Regions from separate parts of the Zea mays genome. Here region 1 is linked to region 2. Evidence: chromatin contacts called from public Hi-C data. All regions are on one chromosome and are shown on one strand. Each heading gives the region's core, a stretch centred on a gene start, on an enhancer-like site or on the middle of the called end of the contact. The rest is flanking DNA. Distances are from core to core; before and after follow the strand shown.

Region 1 (6,592 bases), core at 739-3,238, 69 kb before region 2:
AGTCTGTAGCAGCTTTTGCTAGCTAGAAGTTAAAAAAAAATCTAAAACAAACAGAGTCTAAGTATCTTCTACTATTGCAGCAGTGGCCGGTGGGCCTTGCTGGAAGCGGCGGCCGCAAAATCGGTCGGCAGGCACTCTCGTCCATGCTCCCGTTCCGTCGTGCTCTGCGTTAGTCGTGCACACCGACGGCGGCCGCCGGGCTCTGCGTTAGGTGGCCAGGCCAGCACAGCTCGGGTCAAAAGACAGCCGACGCGCGCGTGTGCGTGCATGCATGATGTAGCCGAGCGAGATCGTATCGTTGAGACGGCGACGTTGTCCGATCCGCCGTGCCTGGTCTGCTCGCTTGGGCTAAGCGCTATCAAGCGGCATTCCGTGTGTATTATGATTGTGATAATATGAAAAAAATGGGAATCATGTACCTAACGCTTAGAGTATTTCTGATTTACTTATGTTTGGATTTGTTTGTGTCCACGTTTGTGCTTACATTTATGATTGTGAGTGTACTTGGTATGCATGGAAAGTTCAAGCGTGTTAGTCCCGCAACGGGATAAGTTTTTAACTTGCATTAGATACATTAGTAAGTTTATATCAGATATACAGTAATGTTGGACATTAACTTACACCCATTATTGTAAGATATGTCACCAACGGTTATGGGATCTCATCTCTGTCTCTCAAGAATTGAGATGAAAGTAGACTAAACATAAGAAAGGAAGACGATTTTTTATTTCTAAGAATATTGATGATTACAACATAGATCTCCTTCTCTATCAAAATTTAAAAGTTTCATAAAAAAAATCCATGTACAAACAGACTACGATTAGGGTTTCTCTTTCTATTTTCCTTTTAGGATAGTGTTTGTATACTTTACAACAACACTTACTTTTTAGATGTGTTTTTTTTTAGTAAAGACGGTAACTCCCATATATAGACTTTGCAGCCTAAGCTACATATATACAGCGACGGACTTGAGATTTTAGTGGCCCGGTGCAAAATTTTAAATAAAGGTCTTTCTAATTGTTTTTTGATATATATAAATGTTAATAATAAAAACACTACGATAGATCTAAAAATCCATATTAAGCAACATGTAAATAAAAAGATACATACTATGGATGCATGACTTCTAAACAACATGACTCAAAAAAGAAGTAAAATGATAAATGTTTAAAATCTAAAATCTAATTTACAATCCATTATTCCAGTAGTTGTCTAGGGCCAAAATAATATCTACACCTCAGGAATCGACGCATGACGTCAGTGTCAATAAACTAGCAACAAATGGAGTTGTTGGGGGCCTCTATCGCTGAATGTCCTCGAAGTGTTGCATTATGTACTAAAACATGTTTCATGTGCTATCAAAAGTAGCAAAGCCAACCTTGTAACACCCCAAAATCATGTCTTGGTGATGAGAAAAGTTCTTCAAAGAATTTGGATTTTAAAGTATGTTTTAATAAGAATTTTATTACATTTGGAATCGTTTCCTTAAAAATAAAAAATGACAACAATATATTGTAGATTAAATCTTGAAAACTAGAATCTGAATTTGAAATTCATATAATAAATAACTATTAAGATTTTCAATTGTTTACATGAGTAAATTGTTTTGTTCATGGATTATGTATTAGTATTCATTGAAGGGAATAGAATAATTAATAAGTCAATGAAACTTTGCATTTATGCTGGAAGTTTTTTGTTTGTGCATTTGATTTTGAAACCTTAACTCTGATTTAGATTTGTAATTTGAATGGAAATAAGCTAGAAAATAGAAAAAGAATACAAAAAATAGAGAAAATGACAAACCTAATTTTAGCCCACAACCCGACCTGAGCCCAACTGTCCTCCCGGTCCATCCCCTATACGAGCTGCTTACCCATCTGCATCTGCCAGCCCATTTTCCACACCGGCCACCCCGCGCCTGTCACTAACATGGTGGGCCCGCTCCGCAGCCGGTCAGCCATCCCCCACTCGGCCAGTCTATCCCAAGCGCCTGCGTTCTCCCGAGCATGAGTCCCTGCCGGGTAGGGCCACATTGTCGAAGTCATCCCTATCACTATGAATGGATCCCTCTTCTCCCTGTGACAGAAAACGCCAAGTCTGTGGCAACAAACCCCTGCTGATTTACTCTGGTTGTTGCCCACCAAGCATCACCTGGCAAGGCATGTTTGGGCTATAAAGTAGTGTCACATCCCTGTATCCCATAAAAATTGCGTAGCCATAGAGCCATCCATCCAGCGGGGCACCAGAACCTGAACTTGGACTATTCATGCATGGATGCGACTAGCGCACGATGATATTTATCGACGGAGTTCATCTCCACCGCAAACACTGCCTGTATCGAGGACATCCATAAATGGTCTCCCGATCTCCGATAAGTCATTTGGACTTTGTTCTACTGGACCTCCGTTTTGTGTAGCCATGGTTTTTGGTTGAATTTTGGCACCGGACCAACATATAGCTGTGGGCGGCGATGGCGTCGGTCAAGGCGTGCCACTGGCCGACGACAGAAATGGCAGAGTGGGAGGTGAGAGGCGAAAGGGAAATAGGGTCAAATCTTTTCCTAAATGATTTTGGTTGTTGAATTAATTGCCCAACATAAATATTTGGACTAACTAGTTTGCTCTAGATTATAAGTTCTACAGGTGCCAAAGGTTCAACACAAACCAATAAAAGGGTCCAAGTTAGGGTTCAAAAAGAAAAGAGCAAAAGAAACCGAAGGCTGCCCTGGTCTGGCGCACCGGACAGTGTTCGGTGTACCAGGGTGGATCAACTCGAACTTCCCACCTTCGGGTTTCTGGAAAAGTCACTCCGCTATAATTCACCAGACTGTCTAGTGTGCCAGCGGAGCAACGGCTACAGCGTAATGGTCGACTCCAACGGAAACCTGAAAAGCGCTACAGTGCGCGGACAGTTCGCGCAGAGTCAGAGCAGGCGGCAGAAGGCGCACCAGACAGTAAACAGTGACTGTCCGGTGCACCACCGGACTGTCTGATGGCCCAGGCTGTTAGAGCTCCAACGGTCGAACCCTAACGGTTGGGTGACATGGCTAGCGCACCGGACTGTTCGGTGCACCCATCGACAGCAGCCCAACCCCAACGGTTGGTTTGGTGGTTGGGGCTATAAATACCCCCAACCACCACCAGTTCAAGGTATCCAAGTTTTCAGCCGTTGCATTCAATACAAGAGCTCTAGACTTCACTCCAAGACACAAAACAAAAGATCAAATCCTCTCCAAGTCCCAACCTCATTCCAAAGACTTAGTGGCTTGTGAGAGAGAGACACTTGTGTTCATTTGAGTTCTTGTCGCCTGGATCGCTTTTCTTCTTCCCATTCTTGTTCTCAACACCTTTATAATCAAAGCAAGAGACACCAAGTTGTATGGTCCTTGTGGGGTCTAAGTGACCCAATTGATTGAAGAGAAAAGCTCACTCGGTCTAGATGACCGTTTGAGAGAGGGAAAGGGTTGAAAGAGACCTGGTCTTTGTGACCACCTCAACGGGGAGTAGGTTTGTAAGAACCGAACCTCGGTAGAACAAATCACCGTGTCACACTCTTCATTTTCTTGTGATTTGTTTTCGCCCTCTCTTTCGGACTCGACTTTATTTGTAACACTAACCCGGCTTGTAGTTGTGCTTAGAGTTTATAAATTTCAGATTTGCCTATTCACCCCTTTTAGGCGACTTTCAAGAGGGGTGCCCTGACCATCGATCAACAACACAACAACGACCTAGATTAGATCATGATTGTATTAAATCAGGAGCATCCGATCTACTATGAGCGGTACTGATCAAACAATTGTGTACCGTTTCGCTGATCTGCTATGAGTCGTTGGATCTAGATCCAAGGGCCCTGAGTGACGCGCATATGAAGCAGCCGATCTATTTTACAAAGAAATTCTGATGCTATTGGAAATGAGCTCGCGGTCCACGGTGTCACAAAGAAGCATCATGGATAGGTCCTATTTATTACAGTTTAGCCCCTGTTCTCTTAAATAATATAACTTGAGATCCATACTAGTTTTTTATTTTCACAAATTTATTCCGAATATGATTTTGGTATAAAATTAAGTCAATAAACTTACAAAATTCATAACTTCTTCGTTATAACTCTCATTTAGCCGTTCAAATTGCGATAGTTTCGTAATAAAATTGCCTACGCAATAATAGCATTATTTGTATCATATCACATACTTTTATAATTAGATATTTGTTTAACCTATGTTTAGTAGATTTATCTTGCTAATCAAAGTTAATCTATCTATAATTATAAACGGACTAAAATATAATCTATAATCAAGTTATAACTTATATTAAAGTTGAATTAGTTATTTCTTTGTAATATTTTTCTCACCTGAATTACATTAATTAACATAGAATATATTTTTACTATTTAAGCACTTGAAACTGCAGAAAATCATATCTTTTCAACCATAAATTTGATTTTAGTGGTTCTCGAACATACAATCTCATAGTAACACGTAGAATATTATTATGTGTTTTATTTCCATCTTTGGTGTAATGTTATTTTTACCTATTATTTGTCTATCTATATGTATTGCTACGAATAGAAGCAAGGTCACGAGGAACTTGAAGCCCAACTTTTGGGGAAGCATCTAGACAATAGGTTACCATAAGTAAAAGGCAAGTTGTGTCCTTGATCATATTCTTTGACCTAATAATGTTCATGATAATCATTGTGGCATGCTTAGGTTAACTTGATGGGACCTAATAGGTTACCTAGTTTTCTTTACCCTACACCTTTCATACAAATGAATTATTGGGTAGTCTTGCTATTGCTCTAACTGGTTTTGTGATTAATGCTAATTATGAATTATGATCATGCTCTATTATTATTATCAATGGATTCTTTATTGTTCATAATAAGATTATTTTGTTAATTGGAACATGAAGAAGCACCCAACAAAACAGTGCTACCACAAGGGTGGTTGAAAGCGAAATGTGCCTTTGGGCCATTTCTATAATGTTTTGGTGATTAAGTGCCCAACACATATTCTCTAAGTTCTAAATGTGCCAAAGATTGAAAAATTGCAAATCAAGGCATGAGGTATGTTTCTAGACTTAGTACATTTGTTTTTGTATACTAATATATTTGTCTAAGTGTTAGAAACAGAGAAAAGAAGAAAAGAAAAGAAATGCAAAAGACTTGGCTGGGTGCAGCCGAAGTCCAGCTCAGCTCGGCTTGGCACACCGGACTGTCCGGTGGTGCACCGGACAGTGTCCGATGCGCCAGGCCAGCCTCCGGTGAATAGGCCACTCTCGTGAAAAACCGGCGGCATACGGCTATAATTCATCGGACTATCCGGTGGTGCACCGAACTGTCCGGTGAGCCAACGGTCGCCAGCGCAACGGTTGGCCGCGCAATCCGCGGGCGACGCGTGGCCCGCGCCAACGGTCGGCAGGGGGCACCGGACAGTGTCCAGTGCGCCAACTGCCCCGGAGCTGCAACGGCCGTCTGCGCCAGAAAAGGAAGGAGATCGGCACCGGACCGTCTACAGTGACTGTCCGGTAGCACACCGGACTGTCCGGTGCGCCACTCGACAGAAGGCAAGGATGGCCTTCCTTGTTGGCCTCCAACGGCTCCTAGTTGCCTTGGGGCTATACAAGGGACCCCTAGGCGCATGGAGGAGTAACCCAAGCTTACAAGAAACATTTTAAGACTCCAACTTCACGCATTCGATTCTTTGAGATAGTGACTTGAGCTCCATTTGAGTAGTGAACTCTGTGTGTTGTGTTTAGAGCTCAAGTTGTGACTTGTGTGCGTGATTGTGCTGTGGATTTGAGTCTTGTGTGTGTTGCTCTCCCCTCCCTTACTTATGTGCTTCTTTTGTGATCATCATTGTAAGGGCGAGAGGCTCCAATTTGTGGAGATTCCTCGCAAACGGGAGAAAGACTAAGAAAGGAAAAATCGTGGTATTCAAGTTGATCATCGGATCACTTGAAAGGGGTTGAGTGCAACCCTCGTCCATTGGGACGCCACAACGTGGAAGTAGACAAGTGTTACTTGGCTGAACCACGGGATAAAAATCGCGTGTCTCTTGTGTGCTTTCTCTTTGATTGTCCGTGTTCACAAGAGCTCGTTTCAAGCTACTTAGCCGTTCTAACTTTAATAACTAACTGTGTGGCTATTAGTGTTGAATTTTACAGGATCACCTATTCACCCCCCTCTAGGTGCTCTCAATTGGTATCAGAGCCGTTCTCTTCATCTAAGGGACTAATCGCCCGAAGAGATGGATCCTAAGGGAAAGGGGATGGTGGTCAACGACAAGGAAAAGGAGTCCCTCTTCAACGAGCCAAGGGACGACAAGCCCACTGACTTAGGATCGAGTCACAAGAAGAGGGACGGGAAGAAGAAGAAGCGCATCAAGAAGATCATTTACTACGACAGCGACGCCTCCTCCTCTTCACTAAGAGACGACGACGACGATGACTCGTCTAAAAAGAAATCGGTTAATCAAAACTATTCATTTGATTATTCTCGTATTCCATTCAATTCTAATGCTCATTTGTTATCAATTCCACTTGGGAAACCTCCACACTTTGATGGAGAAGACTACTCCTTTTGGAGTCACAAA
Region 2 (6,265 bases), core at 67-2,566:
GGAGACAGTAAGAAATCGTTTTCCCCAAATTATCTGCAAACTGGACCTGGGATCTTTGGGCTGATTACCTCAAAATCAACCTAAAGATCGGGGGCTTTGTGGGTGACATATATCCCACGGGTCCACTAGAAGAGTAAAAGACCTCACGAAAGGCCCAAGGGCCCAATAAATCGTAAGGTCATTCTTTCGTGGGCCTGGGGAGGGACAATCAGCAAAGCAGATCGACATGAGGCCGGATTGGTACAAGCCCGGACGACCCACAACGTCGAGCGAGCGACCACAACAGAGATCCGACTTTCCCGTGCTGGAGCCCCCATGCAACGGAGCCATGCGATGATAGGTCGGCAGAACTACGGGGAGATAAACTCAAACAGTTCACTATCTTTTAGCTACACATTGTTATCGTATCCACGTGTATTGCCCCACGGTCGAGTATATAAGGCCTAGGGGGCACCCCTTCAGAACGATCGACCCTATCACTCAGCCATCCACCTCAACTCTCTGCATTCTCAATTCGGAGAGCTCCCTTGTAATCTCATTCACCAAGCATACTCACCAGGACGTAGGGTGTTACGCATCTCTAAGCGGCCCGAACCTGTAAACATTGTCCACTGTCCCCTCGTGCATCTGGCACGAACCATTTTGCTACAGTCGGCGACACCGTCCTACTCCTAAAACACCTTGAGGGGCAACCCCAGGTGTGCGGTCGGACCCAAAACACCGACATAACACAAATACGAATTATGATTGAATGTCATCTCTACTATATATATGTTTAAAATTCTGAGTTGGGGGCAATACTAACTACAAGGACACCAGTAAATATAGGAACCAATTCCTCTACAGTAACGTTTAGCCACTGATGTGCAGGGCCAGGTACCGGTCACGGCAACGTCCAACCCATAGTCACAAGAAACGGATACAGTGCTAGCAACCATCGACTTGGAAACGTCATCCCCAACCCGAAAACGCAGGGTCATTTTCGTAAACACCATGTAACAGTCTCTCACATGTAGCCATTCCTCGACCTCATTGATCCGGAAACTTCGTGACTACATGGTCGAGCCATGTTACTGCAGAGGATCTCGCCGGGTAAATATGCTTATGCACATGTGGTGAGCTAGATAGAAAAGGCCGATGCTGCTGCTTCACAATCAGAGTCAGCTCAGGAGCAAGCCATCATGATCGATTTCTCACGAACTGCTGCTACTATGGTCTTTTGCCCGGCCGTACGTCTGTACATGAGTACGTACATGTATGCAAGTCTTGCAACATAGAACTCTGTACATGCATGCATGCCTTGTACCACCGCTAGTATATAGGGGACATGCAAGGGCCCCACACAATCCAACCGTAGGATGCCTTCAAATATTCAGTCCTCGCTGAGTGCTGACTGCTTCGTTGACTGAAATCAAGATGTCTCTGTTTCTCTAAGGTTTCTGCAGCGCTAGTTTTTGGCATTTCTTTCATTTGAGAGAGAGAGAGAGAGAGAGAAATAAATGTAACTTCTCATTCCAGTGTCCTTCTATATTCAATAATTGGCCAAAGTATGTTGCGTAATTTCTCTATGCTTGTAATTTCTCTATGCGCTTCATGTAAATGTATAACTCGGTACGTAAAATATTAATTTGGAATAATCACATCATTACATAAAATTAAATTTAGAAATATAGGCGCTTATTGACGTATACGTTGTGATGCAGGTTTACTACTTACGGCAGCAGTAATTACCTCAGCTAGCTTGTCCCTACGAAAGTGATTAGACCGATAATAACCGCCGGATTAGCGGCCGGGGATCATCAGAGTCTCAATATGCGCATGATCTGATGGATTGGTTTTTTTGTTTGCTTTGCATGGACGCGAGCGGTGTGCGTGCATGTGAAACCATCCCAATCGCAACTACTAAGGCCTTGTTCGGTTATTCCCAATACACATGGATTGGATGGGATTGGAAAAAATTCTTAAGAAGTTTGACTTGTTTGGGATTCAAACCCATCCAATCCCACTCAATCCATATGGATTGAGAGCTAACCGAACAAGCCCTAATTTGGAGAACATTCTCTTGTCCTCCCCTGGTGCGGAAGTTCCCAAGAACTAGCGTCCACCCGTTACCTCCAAGCCAAGCCAACCATCCCATCTCTTTGCACGCACAGGCACACACACAGCACCGACGTCGTCCACCTCCTCGTCTCCAACCAAACCAAAAAGCAACCTAATAGGCCAAGATATATATATATATATATATATATATATATATAAAATTAGTTTACTTATTCGGTGACCGAAAGCCAGTTGCGTAGTTGCTATGTCAAGCCATATATATATATATATATATATATATATATATATATATATATATATATATATATATATATATATATATATATATATATATATATATATATATAATTCTTGTGCACAACAAGTCTTCACTTGCATGCCAAGCCTTGGGCGGCATGCACTGGTCAAAAAGATGCGCGCGCACTGATGAGCAGCACCTGCATTAAAAATAATGGCAGATTGACAGGGGGGCTTTGTTTTGCACTGGGGACACTAGCAGACTAGCTAGTGCCCAGATTAGTACAAGGCACTGCCATCTAGATCCCAATTAGTAATGGCCAATGTAACAGTTGGGTGGTGCAGGGAAAGGCCTAACGGTACAGGTCAGTGCTTCTGTAGATAGCATAAGAAACGAGGTAGAAATGACAAAACTTCTCCAGCTAGCTAGCTAACCCACAGGCAGGCACAGTAATGCAAACGCATACCACCAGACTGGATGCAGTTGCTTGCTGCATAAAACTGTAGTCGCAAGCAGGATCATGTGCCTCTCTGCCAGTTAACTACTGCTTGCTTTGCATGCACCCACCACCAGATGTACTGAAACAGTGTGCTACATCTGTACCTCTTCCTCGCTCCTCCGCATGTAACTCTAGCATCATGCATGACCACATCTATATGAAAGTATATATTGATATTATTCAGCATGAAAAACGAGTGTATTGGATTTGTCACGAAATATATTCCTACATTATATCTATTTAGAGCCAATATGGTTTACTATGACATATTCAAACTTAATATATATATAGTTTGACTTAGAGTCTGTTTGTTTAGAGTTATAATCTGTCTAAGTTATATAAACAAACATGTCCTTACACTCATCGTATCTAAGTCATAGTTTAGTACATGTTTAGATGTGAATAAAATTTTACGTTTGCCTTAAGCCTGTGATTTTGGTCTCTATGAGTGCCTAGATGGTGGGCCCGGTGTAACCTCAGTAAAAACTTAAAGCTGGCAGGTCCAAATAAACTTGTGGACCGTGTAGTAGTGACCTACCACATTTTTGAGCCAGCGACAGCGGCGCCGGGGAGGTGAGGAGGTCTGCTAGCTAGCCTGCCTGGCTTATAGTATTATTAGGTGCGAGTGTGCTGCTAGTGTGTGGCGGCATGATATGATCTTCTATTCTGTGATTGCCATGGAGATGGAGAGGTTGGGTTGGTAGTAATAAAAGAATCTGGGCTAGACTGGAGCACATCCAACTGCTCCAGACAAAATCCAATTCACAAGTGAAAACCTAGAAAAATCAAGAGGGCCGGGCCGGGGTGCCTTTTATCTTCTCTCCGCGCCTAGCTACCTTTGTCTCCCTCGCTCACTAGCTAGCTCGTAGGTTCTTGTTGCTGAATGCACAGTACAGTACAGATGACTGGAATGGTTGGGCTTCGCTTCTGCAACACTGGGACGACTGGGAATAAAATGGCGTGATTCCCTGCCAATTTCCCTCTCATGCATCCATTTATCTCTAGTCTCCATCAATCCATCCGTCCATCTGTCCAGGACCAATGTCCACAGTTCTGGTGCATGAGGGACCTAGAAGAATATCGCAGAGCCTACTCACATGAGGCTTTGCAGGGCGACTCCTCCTTCAGTTCAGCAGTAGTCCAAGAGAGGGGAATATACCATTCATGAGGTATTTGGTAGCACTATGCATACTTCATTTCTTTTGACATCGGTGGGTGATGAGGCATTTGGTAGCACTATACATACTTCATTACACTAACCATTTATATACTAATAGAAATAGTAATTTGTTGGAAAATGCTTTTTTTTTGCCAACCCCCCGGGCCTGCCTGTTACTTCCAAAATAAAAGCGAGGATATAACACTTCATGACTCATAAATGTGTAAAAAAAAGTATAAGGAATAGTGTGGCAACCCAATATTTTCGAGGGATTTCTATTTTTCTAAGGAAAATTAGATTATTTTCCTTGACAAAAAAAAAATAAAAATCTCATGACAAAATTGAGTTGCCAAATTAGCACTATATCTAAGATATTTCTTGCATGTGTCTTTATGATCTACAATAAATAAGTAAACAAAATACTCAGGTACATAGATAACCGTTGAGTCGTAGGAGGAGTAACTGGTAGTGACAACAAAAGGAGAGAGCAGGCACGCCGTCCCCTTCCCCCTCTATAAAATCCATCTTCTCCCCCTTTCTTCTACCTCACTCTTCCACTGTTCTCCCCTACCTTAGCCGCTCACAAGACTTTAGCAGCTCTTCCAGGCCGGCTCCTCTTCCTTCTCTTGGTGCGTGCTCATATCATGGCCAAGATTTGCTCATGCCTCTTTCCACTTCAAGCATGCATATGCGTCGTCTCTGCTGGCAGCCCGGCCGTTCTGACGCTAGCTGATCGATCTACTCCATCACCGAGCTGGCTCTTCTATGGATTATTCGTCCTCGTCCACCGTGGGACGCCATGATAGCAATATTAAGCTAGCAGGTTTGGTCGATCGATCGGCTCGTGTCGTGTGTGCCTGGCTCCCTGTATGCCACACATGTAGCCAACCCGTGGCGTGATTGGATGCTGTGGGTGGCGTGCAAGGAGCCAAGCATGCATAACAGGCCATGATCACTTCCTCTCTATCCTCTGATCTGTTGAATATATCTGTATCGTGTTTTTTTTCCCGAGATGATGATGCACTTATTTCATGCTGTTACATGCATCTGTATGCTTGTCTTGGGTTCGAATTGCTTCTGCAGGGTTAGAATTTAGGACTGGTTTGGAGAAGGCAGGTGAGTTCCAATCCTCTTTCAAAGCTCCATCAATCGACATCACGAAATTGAGAGAGAGTTTACAGTTCGCCCATTTTTTATCCTAAAAACACATCTACTTTTCTTTTGCTTACATGAGAGCCTAGCCGCCTCTTGCCGCTGAATCTGTGTTGATTTGTTTGGTTTCCGTCGTATCCATAGGAAACCACCCGTTGTCTGCTAGATGTAGTCCATTTGATCACCGATCTGAGCTAAGCTAGTGGTTGTCCACCTTTTGTTTGTTTTGGTTTTTGTCTCTACGACCATTTGCGGCCACTGGAATCGGCAGTGCGCAAGTCTTTTTGTAATTTAGTTCGTCAGTTTTCGTCTGGACTAGTGTGCATCTGAAACGGACTTAGCTGGATTTCGTTTGGAAAGCCGATACGCACTTCATGTTTCGGCTGCAAATGGCCAGGTGTAATGGACAGCAAGCTTCAGTTACTGCTTTAGTAGTACCTAACTGCAGTAGTCAGTTTGACTGAGAATTAGTTGACCTTTTTTTTGTCTTACAACGAGTGCATTATTTCCACTGTTCTTGAGCATCTAAGATTTTTCTTGTTCTTATCATATGCTTCACAAATTATCAAAGTTTCTTTTTTACCACAAAAGAATAAACCATGTTTGGATTGAATGTATATATGTGTACTGTATCCTCTCCCAATTTCTGAATGGTAAGAAACAATATAAACCGCAAAATACTGCGAGCTAGCTAGGCTGTATACAACTCTCTCTGGCCGTATGTTTGATAAGCGACCGTACCTGTAAGTTGGGGCTCGTTATCTGAAGATTCAGATGACAAACCAATGTGTGGGATTTTCGATATGATAACTGAGATACTTAGATATCACGATGCTATTGCTATGTGGTTTCTCCTGCGATGACTAATGATAATAATGTACTTGCGAAATAAACCATAGATGAAATCCTTCGCTTCATTAGAACAATACTTTTTTCTCCACACACGAAAATTTAGTACCATCAGTTCATATACATGCATTGAATGTACCGTGCTTTGTTTGGGTAATCTAGTATTCATCTCAAGCATGAAACAATACTTGATTCTAGTGAATACTAGAGTATCCAAATAAGGTCTAAGCAAGACACTGGAAGCTGTGAAACATACAGCCCTAATTGTTTTGTCTCGCCAGACAAAAATACCATGTACGCTTTAGAA

What was found. Hi-C and Micro-C count contacts between places; a contact is called where the count stands out from the background.
Region 1: a contact with region 2 is called in a Hi-C map of tassel, with 3 times the contacts expected there. The contact joins two enhancer-like sites. A contact is called at or near these places in 9 of 25 Hi-C or Micro-C datasets (bundle sheath, ear, endosperm and 3 more) and 1 of 3 datasets of contacts at active chromatin or transcription factors (seedling).

What each region holds. Positions count from the first base shown.
Region 1 is chr5:44,588,712-44,595,303 of Zm-B73-REFERENCE-NAM-5.0, reverse strand. No RefSeq gene overlaps it. Among protein-coding and RNA genes, the nearest start is that of LOC103626284, 31 kb to the right of the region's middle. Within about 2 kb of position 1,988, at least 18 of the 20 cell types and tissues checked have an H3K27ac peak or open chromatin away from gene starts, as enhancers often do. A contact at or near this core is called in ear, seedling and tassel, where this site is marked.
Region 2 is chr5:44,519,297-44,525,561 of Zm-B73-REFERENCE-NAM-5.0, reverse strand. MIR160b (microRNA MIR160b) reads left to right here and starts at 4,792; the gene lies at 4,792-4,912. LOC109939912 (a long non-coding RNA gene) reads left to right here and starts at 4,506. Exons shown (of 1, transcript NR_157207.1): 1 at 4,506-5,462. Within about 2 kb of position 1,316, at least 5 of the 20 cell types and tissues checked have an H3K27ac peak or open chromatin away from gene starts, as enhancers often do. A contact at or near this core is called in ear, seedling and tassel, where this site is marked.